2 separate regions of the Mus musculus genome follow, and region 1 is linked to region 2. The links are chromatin contacts, called in public Hi-C maps. All regions are on one chromosome and are shown on one strand. The core of a region is the stretch at or near the end of the contact, and the rest is flanking DNA. Distances in the headings are between cores, read along the strand shown.

Region 1 (3,466 bases), core at 710-3,209, 160 kb before region 2:
GACCAGAATGCATGGGACAAAACATCAAGAGAAGAGAGGATGAGAAAGTGTGTGTCATGACAAACGTGTTAGTCAGGTGCCTGGTTAAGAGGTTAAGTGGAACATCTATTGAAGCAAGGCTTTTCCAGGGAGCACAATACTTGGGGACCTAAGAAAAACTTGGCTTGTCCTTAACTTATTTCTGAGTTTATTTTTTTTTAAAGGTACCTAAAAATGAACAAGGGTGAAAATAAACCCAGTATAGTTATGGTTTTTATTGCTGTGAAGAGACAATGTGATCATGGCAACTTTTATAAAGGACAAGATTTAATTAGGCTGGCTTACAGCTCAGAGGTCCATTGTCATCATGGCAGGAAGCATGGTGGCACACAGGTCTACATGGTGCTGGAAAGGTAGCTGAGACTTCTATAACTGCCTTGGCAGACAACAGGAAGAGAGAGTGCCACACTGGGGCCTGCCTTGAGCATGATGCACTTCCTCCCAAAAAAGCCACACCCACTCCCACAAGGCCATACCTCCTAATAGTGCTGCTCTCTGAGCCCCTGGGGGCCATATATATATATACATTCAAGCCACCATACCCAGGGAGAAGTCAGAAGGTAACAGGAGGAAATCCAATTTCTTGAACAATGCTGATGATATTAAGTGATGAAGAGAAGGCTGTGAGGAGCTATAGTACTGCTCAGGGCTTTGAGGGCTTTTAGAACTTAGAAAGGATCGCTGGGGTAACAGATTCCCATGGTGACTTGAGTTCCTAACAAAACGGAATGGCACATGGGAGGCAGAGCTGGTTCTTGTAAAAGATGCTAATGTGAAATGTCCACAAACTATGGGAGCATTTCTGAAGGGAGATAGCCATGGCACACGTATCCAAAGAATGGGGAAGACAAAGAAAAAGATAGTGCCAAGGGCTAAGGGAGGGGGTTGTGTCTGTCATTTCTCTTTGTACACAACACATTCACGTTTTGGACGCCTCTTCCTTCTTCCTTCCCTTCCTGTCCTAAACTCATCCGTGAAAACCATGCATGTTCACTGTGGTCCATGGGAGAACATCAATAAAAAAGTCAGGTATGATGGCATATGTTTAGAATCCCAGCTCTGGTGAGGTAGACACGGGGCAACACCTGAGTTTTGGGGACCAGTCAGCTCAGTCTACTTGGTGGGTTCCAGGAGAATGAAAGACCTAGTCTCAAAAAACAAGATGCATAGCTCTCGATGAATGGACAGGAGCAGAACCTCTGGCCTCTACACACATGTGCACACACACTCTACATTTCTGTGTTCTCGATGACTAGTGCAGATCCCTCAACTGGCTTATGGTATGCTTACTCCTGAAGCCAGCCCTCTTTCTCATCTCTGGATCCTAGATCTGACACAGAAATAAAGACCCAGGGTAAGCCCCAGCCTTCCTCGTGATGCTGAGGTGGCAGGGTACCGTTTGATAAGGATGACTGCCGGCATGTGAACCAAGTACCATACATCTTTAGGGCTGACTTCAGTCAGGCACTCTGCTTAGTTTCTTACCAGATCTGGTGCCGAGAGTGCCAATTGATGTTTTGAAGAGTGTTCATCAATGGAGACTGTACAGGTAACTAGACTCCCCAGCTTTTGTTTTTCTTAAGGCTTTTTGAAAAGCAGATAGGAGAAGTATACACCAGCCATTGATATGTGAACATGCTGGGTACCCTGGCCTTCTTTAATTGTTAAGATAGATCACTGTGGGTAATGTAGTCATCTTTCCTAGTGGAGAATGGCTTATTTTTTATTTTTTATTTATTTTTTTATTTTTTGGGGGCGTGGGAATAGTTGAATTGGTAATGGGAAGGTAGAAGTGTTGTTTTGTGTCAAAATATTCATTTCTCCCATAACTGTTGAGTAAATGTAGCCATTAGAGTCTGCACACAGCCTTCCTTAATCCTTTGGAGTATTCAGGCAGCAGGCACATGTCTCCCGCGGGGAGACAGATTTGGGCGAGATGAGCATTTTCAGAAAGAGTGTGAATCTCTTTGCCATCTGGGAAGGGCACAGTTAATTTCCTTTGTGTTCAACGTGGATTCAGGTGACTCATGGCGGGGGGAGGGGGGAGGGAGGAGGGGGGAGGGGACTGGGAGAGGGTAGTTCTGAATTCTGGCTAATGACTGAATCCAGCTTTTCCTGCAGCTGCTAGAACTGAAGGCGTCCTAAAGGCAGAGGGAGCATCATACATATGCCCCTGAGATCTTTCTGATGGTCAGAGGCAACATCAGTTTTTTTTGCACTAAAGGTACGGTTCTCTAAGGTGGCCCTGTCACACTTTTGGATTGATTTTTCAATAGAAACTCCTTTTTAAGTGTCAGGTTGCTTTATATCAAATGGCCTTGCTTCCTGTGGAGTGGGCTTACCCACGTTTACCTCTTATTTTATTTCATTAACCCTTTTCTGAATGGTGATTACTGTGCACCAAATGCTAATCTCCATGACAACCATGTTAAGGCAGGTAAAGGACTATCATTTTGTAAGTGGGAGACCCAAGAGACAGACTAAGAACTTACCCACCAGCCAGGTGGTGGTGGTGCACACCTTTAATATCAGCAGAAGCAGGTGGATCTCCGAGTGTTTGAAGGTACCCTAGCCTACAGAGGGAGTTCTAGGACAGCCAGGGCTACATAGAGAAATGTTTTTAAAAACAAACAAACAAAACCAAAACACCAACCAGTAATAGTAAAAAACAAAACAAAACAAAAAACAAAACACATCCACTATCATTGTAAATAGCAAACCACAGCATGGCTCAGGGTGCTGGAACTGCGCTCCGCCAACCTGCCCTCCCTTGAGATTTATATCCTGGGTCAATTTCCTTCGTTTCTTTTCTCTAAGCAAGGGCTACCACATATTGCGCTGCTGTTCACTCACTGGGGAGGCTGAGTCCAGGACGCTAGGAACTGCATTCTAGTAGCTGGTGGGCAACCTTTCAGCATTTCGGCCTACCCAGTTCGTGATCGAAAACCCTTCAATGAATGGACAAAGAGAAAATCTGAAAGGAAACCAATCACAACGTTTGTTATTATTGTTATTATTATTATTTATGTTTTTTACAGTCTGGCCATTACACATCCGGGTCTGCTCTCTCACAGTTCCTCATCCCATTCCTCCTCCTCCTCCTCCTCCCTTCTCCACGAGGATGTCTCCACCCCTTCCCCTCGCACCAGGCCTCCCCACTCCCTGGGGCCTTAAGTCTCTCGAGGGTTAGGCACATGCGTCTTCTCACACTGAGGCCAGACCAGGAAGTCTTCCTCTGTATATATGTGTAGGCGAGCCCTCGGACCAGCTCTTGTATGCGCCTGGTTGATGGCTCGGCGTCTGAATCATCAGTTTAATCTCTTGTGTTGGGCTGTATCTCATAGCCATTCTGGTCCTACGTGGACACACATAGGTCACGGTTCGGATGCACCTGAAGCCTTTCCTGTGTTCACTGCGCCTGTGTCGG
Region 2 (3,480 bases), core at 247-2,746:
TTCCTTAAGTTGTTTTTGCCAGGCGTTTTGTCATAGCAACAAAATGCAACTATCTATTGGCCACTGTGGAATTGCTATGAGCTGGTTGGCACAGACCTCATGGTGAGAGTTAAGTGTCAAGACCTGTACCCTGCAACCAAAAGTCTGCTCACCTGAAAAGCTTATCTTCCAGAGGAATTATCTTTTTTTCGGGGGAGGGTACTGTTAGTAAAATTTAAATATCATTTAAAAAATGAACATTGGTCAGGAAGTTCTACATAATGCTTGTTATTGCAGGAAGGGAGCCTTGGGTCTTCTGTTTCATGTTTTTCCTGTTGCTATGAGAAATCACCAGAAGCAAAGCAAACTCAAAGAAGGAAAGGTTCTTTTTGGCTAATCATTTCTTGGGGGAAGAAGATCCACCCTGGTGAGGAAGGGATGGAAGCTGGCCAACAGACAGCTTGTTATCTGCAATCAGGAGAGAGGACAGAGTGAGAGTAAGAGGGCAAGAGAGCAGAAAAGCTAGAGAAGAGAGAGATGGAGGGAGAAAGGGGGGGAAGGGGAAGGGAGAGAGTGAGGAGGAAGGGAGAGAGGGAGAAAAAGCAAGAGGCGGGGAGGGAGGGAGGGAGGGAGGGAGGGAGGGAGAGAGAGAGAGAGAGAGAGAGAGAGAGAGAGAGAGAGAGAGAGAGAGAGAGAGAGAGAGAGAGAGAGAGAGAGAGAGAGAGAGAGAGAGAGAGAGAGAGAGAGAGAGAGAGAGAGAGAATATATGCTCACTTTTCTTTTTTATTCAGGTCAGGATTCCAGCCCATGGAAGAGCTCACAGTTAGGTTAGGTCTTCCTACCTCAACTCAATGCAGAGACTCCCTCATTTAGACATTTCCAGAAGCTTGTGTCCATGATGCTTTTAGTTGATAATCTTTACTTTCCCACCACCTTTAAAGTTGTGGGTATAATGTCCAGCCCAGGAATTATTAAGAACGTTCAAGCTCAGACTGCACTTAACTAAATTACCCTTCATCCACTATGAGATTGTTGTCACGTTTTCCACTCTATAGACAGAAGCCTTTGCAATTCGTCTCATTTGTAACATCTCCATCCTTTAAAGTACTTGTCTCTTCACCCTGACATTCCAAACTGGTTCAGCGAGACACAAAGATGTCTCCGAAGGCGGTGGGACTATTAATGCTCAGGTTTAATGAAGTGACAAATCTGATTTCGACAACACTGGCTTACCGTGGGAAAAGTGCCAAACCTAGAATCAGTTTAATTCAATGAAAGCGATGCCTTGTGTAAACTCTACATATCAAATGGCCCCATGTGTGTGTGTGTGTGTGTTTGTGTGTGTGTGTGAATGCATACATGAAAATTATGCAAATATAATAGCACGAATGTAGGTCAGTTTGGAGTAGGCTTTTCATGCCTGCTGATTTTATTTTGCTATTCCTATCTCGAACTGTAGGTGCCAGCAGAGACTTGAGGAATTGCTTCTGCATGTCTCAAACCCCTTTCAAGATGTGTTAATGACTAGGAATGGCCTTGAGCCCAGGCAATCTTGAACTGACTTTACATTCCCAAGCCACAGTTGGCATCCCTTCACAGTTTTGCATTGTACTCTTGTGGTCAGAAGTGAGCACACATCTGTGGTCTGGGAACCTTACAGTGTCTTTTAAATAGGATTTTCCTTATTGGGTGACTGTCTCTGCTCTTTACTGGGGACCCACAGGTACCCCATATAGACTTCTGCTTTTGTTGCCAGTGCCCTGCCCCACCACATCTATTTGTCATACATTTAAGCTTCTTTTGGATCCCAGAGGTTTCTCCAAGATGAATGTATCAAACTTGGCCTAACTCTTGAGTCCTTTGCACCCAGACCCGTTCCCCCAGCCCCAGGGCACAGTATACTTGTATACCTGATACAGACAATCCTGCTGGGCTTCTGATTTGTCTTTAAGTTCTATAATGGATGACACACCACCTTTCTATCCACTAAATATCCCAATCTGTAAGTTAATGGTGCATAGACTTTCACTGTTCTTCCTCATGGAGTGCCATGAAACCACAAAAGAGGGTAAAAGGGAACAGGCTATGTCCTTGAAGACATTTGGGAAGGTATTAGTTAGGCCATTGACAAAATATGCGTGATAGTCATTGCTACAAATAGCCAGCTACACAATCCACATAATTTGCCTGCTTAATATTTTACCTCTATGTTCCAACTCTTCCTAATTTGGATCTATAATAGTCTCATAATCCTGGTCAGCACTATAGCCGTAGATTTCTCTAGACCACCTGTATTAGTTATTCTCTTCATTGTTATAACTAAATACCTGACAGAAAGTGATGTAAGAGGAAAGGTTTGTCTTGGTTCACAGTTCCAGAGTCCAGGTCATAGTATGGACTCATGGCGGTAGGAGCCGCAGACAGCAGCCCAATGCAGCTGGTCACAAGGAACCTACAGCCAGGAAGCAGAGAGAGATGCATGCTGGGGCTCAGCTCACTTCCTCCTTTTCAGCCTGGGACTCCACCCATAGGATGTCATCCGTCATCTTCATTCAGGGTGAATATTCCTTGCTCATTTCAATATTTCTAGAAACACCCAATAGCTATGCCCAGAGGCATGTTTCCATGGTGATTCTAAACTAGTAAAGTTGACAGTGAACATAAACCATCACGTTGTATTTGCTTCTGTTGGGAACCTGCAGGGAAAATTGCTGAATTTAAACTACTTTAAATTTTATTGGTGAGTGAATTCAGTTCACAAGTTGATGTGGTGATTAGTTTCCGTTCGTATTTTGTCTAACCTAAAACTATTACCTAAACCGCTGTTCCATCGCCACCAAAGTGGAGGCGAATGTTTCCTCTGTGGGAAATTTACTTCTTGATGAGCTTTAGACTGGAATGTAGATTTTTGGATCTCCATTTCTCAGTTGAGGAATCCGGGTAGATTCTTTTACTAGGGTAGGTTTCCTTTCTCAGGGGCACCATGAATGGTGAATCTTATCTGATAGCATGGGTGCAACAAGTACTTAATTCTATTTCGGGACACAAGGAAAAAGGCAGAAGAGTGCATATCTGACTGTCAATGTGAGGTCCCTGAACAGTGAGACAAAAGGGAAGGCGAGAGGAGGGGCAAGAAAAGAAGAGAAAAAAAGAGTGGAAGGTGGTATTCTGCTGTGTGTTCACACACAGAGAGATAGCACTTTCTTCAAGATGGGGGATGGACATGAGTCCATCCCCCATCTCCCACCTCCACTCCAACAACCCCCTACCTTCCCCCCAATCCCCCCATCTTGAAGAAAGTGCTGCAAACTTGCTTATCATCTGTTTGGTGAGAAAAGCAAGCTGCCAGTTGTGTGAGAGTCTCTTCAGGGAACATCAAGCTCTCTCTGGAGGTGTAGATGCTGGGGTGTGCTTGGATGGATGAATGTGAGGGAGTGGCCTGACAGCCTTGCTGTGAGGAACAAGGGCTGAGTGGCAGAGGAGACTGGGGTGATTGTGGTC

The links. A called contact is a pair of places that touch in the nucleus more often than the background predicts.
Region 1: a Hi-C map of cerebellum shows a contact between it and region 2, with 3 times the contacts expected there. The contact joins two enhancer-like sites. A contact is called at or near these places in 4 of 484 Hi-C or Micro-C datasets (cerebellar granule neurons, cerebellum and cerebral cortex).

What each region holds. Positions count from the first base shown.
Region 1 is chr10:66,737,729-66,741,194 of GRCm38.p6, reverse strand. It overlaps Gm31240 (a long non-coding RNA gene), which reads left to right. Exons shown (of 3, transcript XR_380501.2): 3 at 1-269. It also overlaps the pseudogene Gm18777. Among named protein-coding and RNA genes, the nearest start is that of Gm31240, 6.1 kb to the left of the region's middle. Within about 2 kb of position 1,959, at least 3 of the 459 cell types and tissues checked have an H3K27ac peak or open chromatin away from gene starts, as enhancers often do. A contact at or near this core is called in cerebellum, where this site is marked.
Region 2 is chr10:66,573,022-66,576,501 of GRCm38.p6, reverse strand. No RefSeq gene overlaps it. Among named protein-coding and RNA genes, the nearest start is that of Gm40677, 62 kb to the right of the region's middle. Within about 2 kb of position 1,496, at least 7 of the 459 cell types and tissues checked have an H3K27ac peak or open chromatin away from gene starts, as enhancers often do. A contact at or near this core is called in cerebellum, where this site is marked.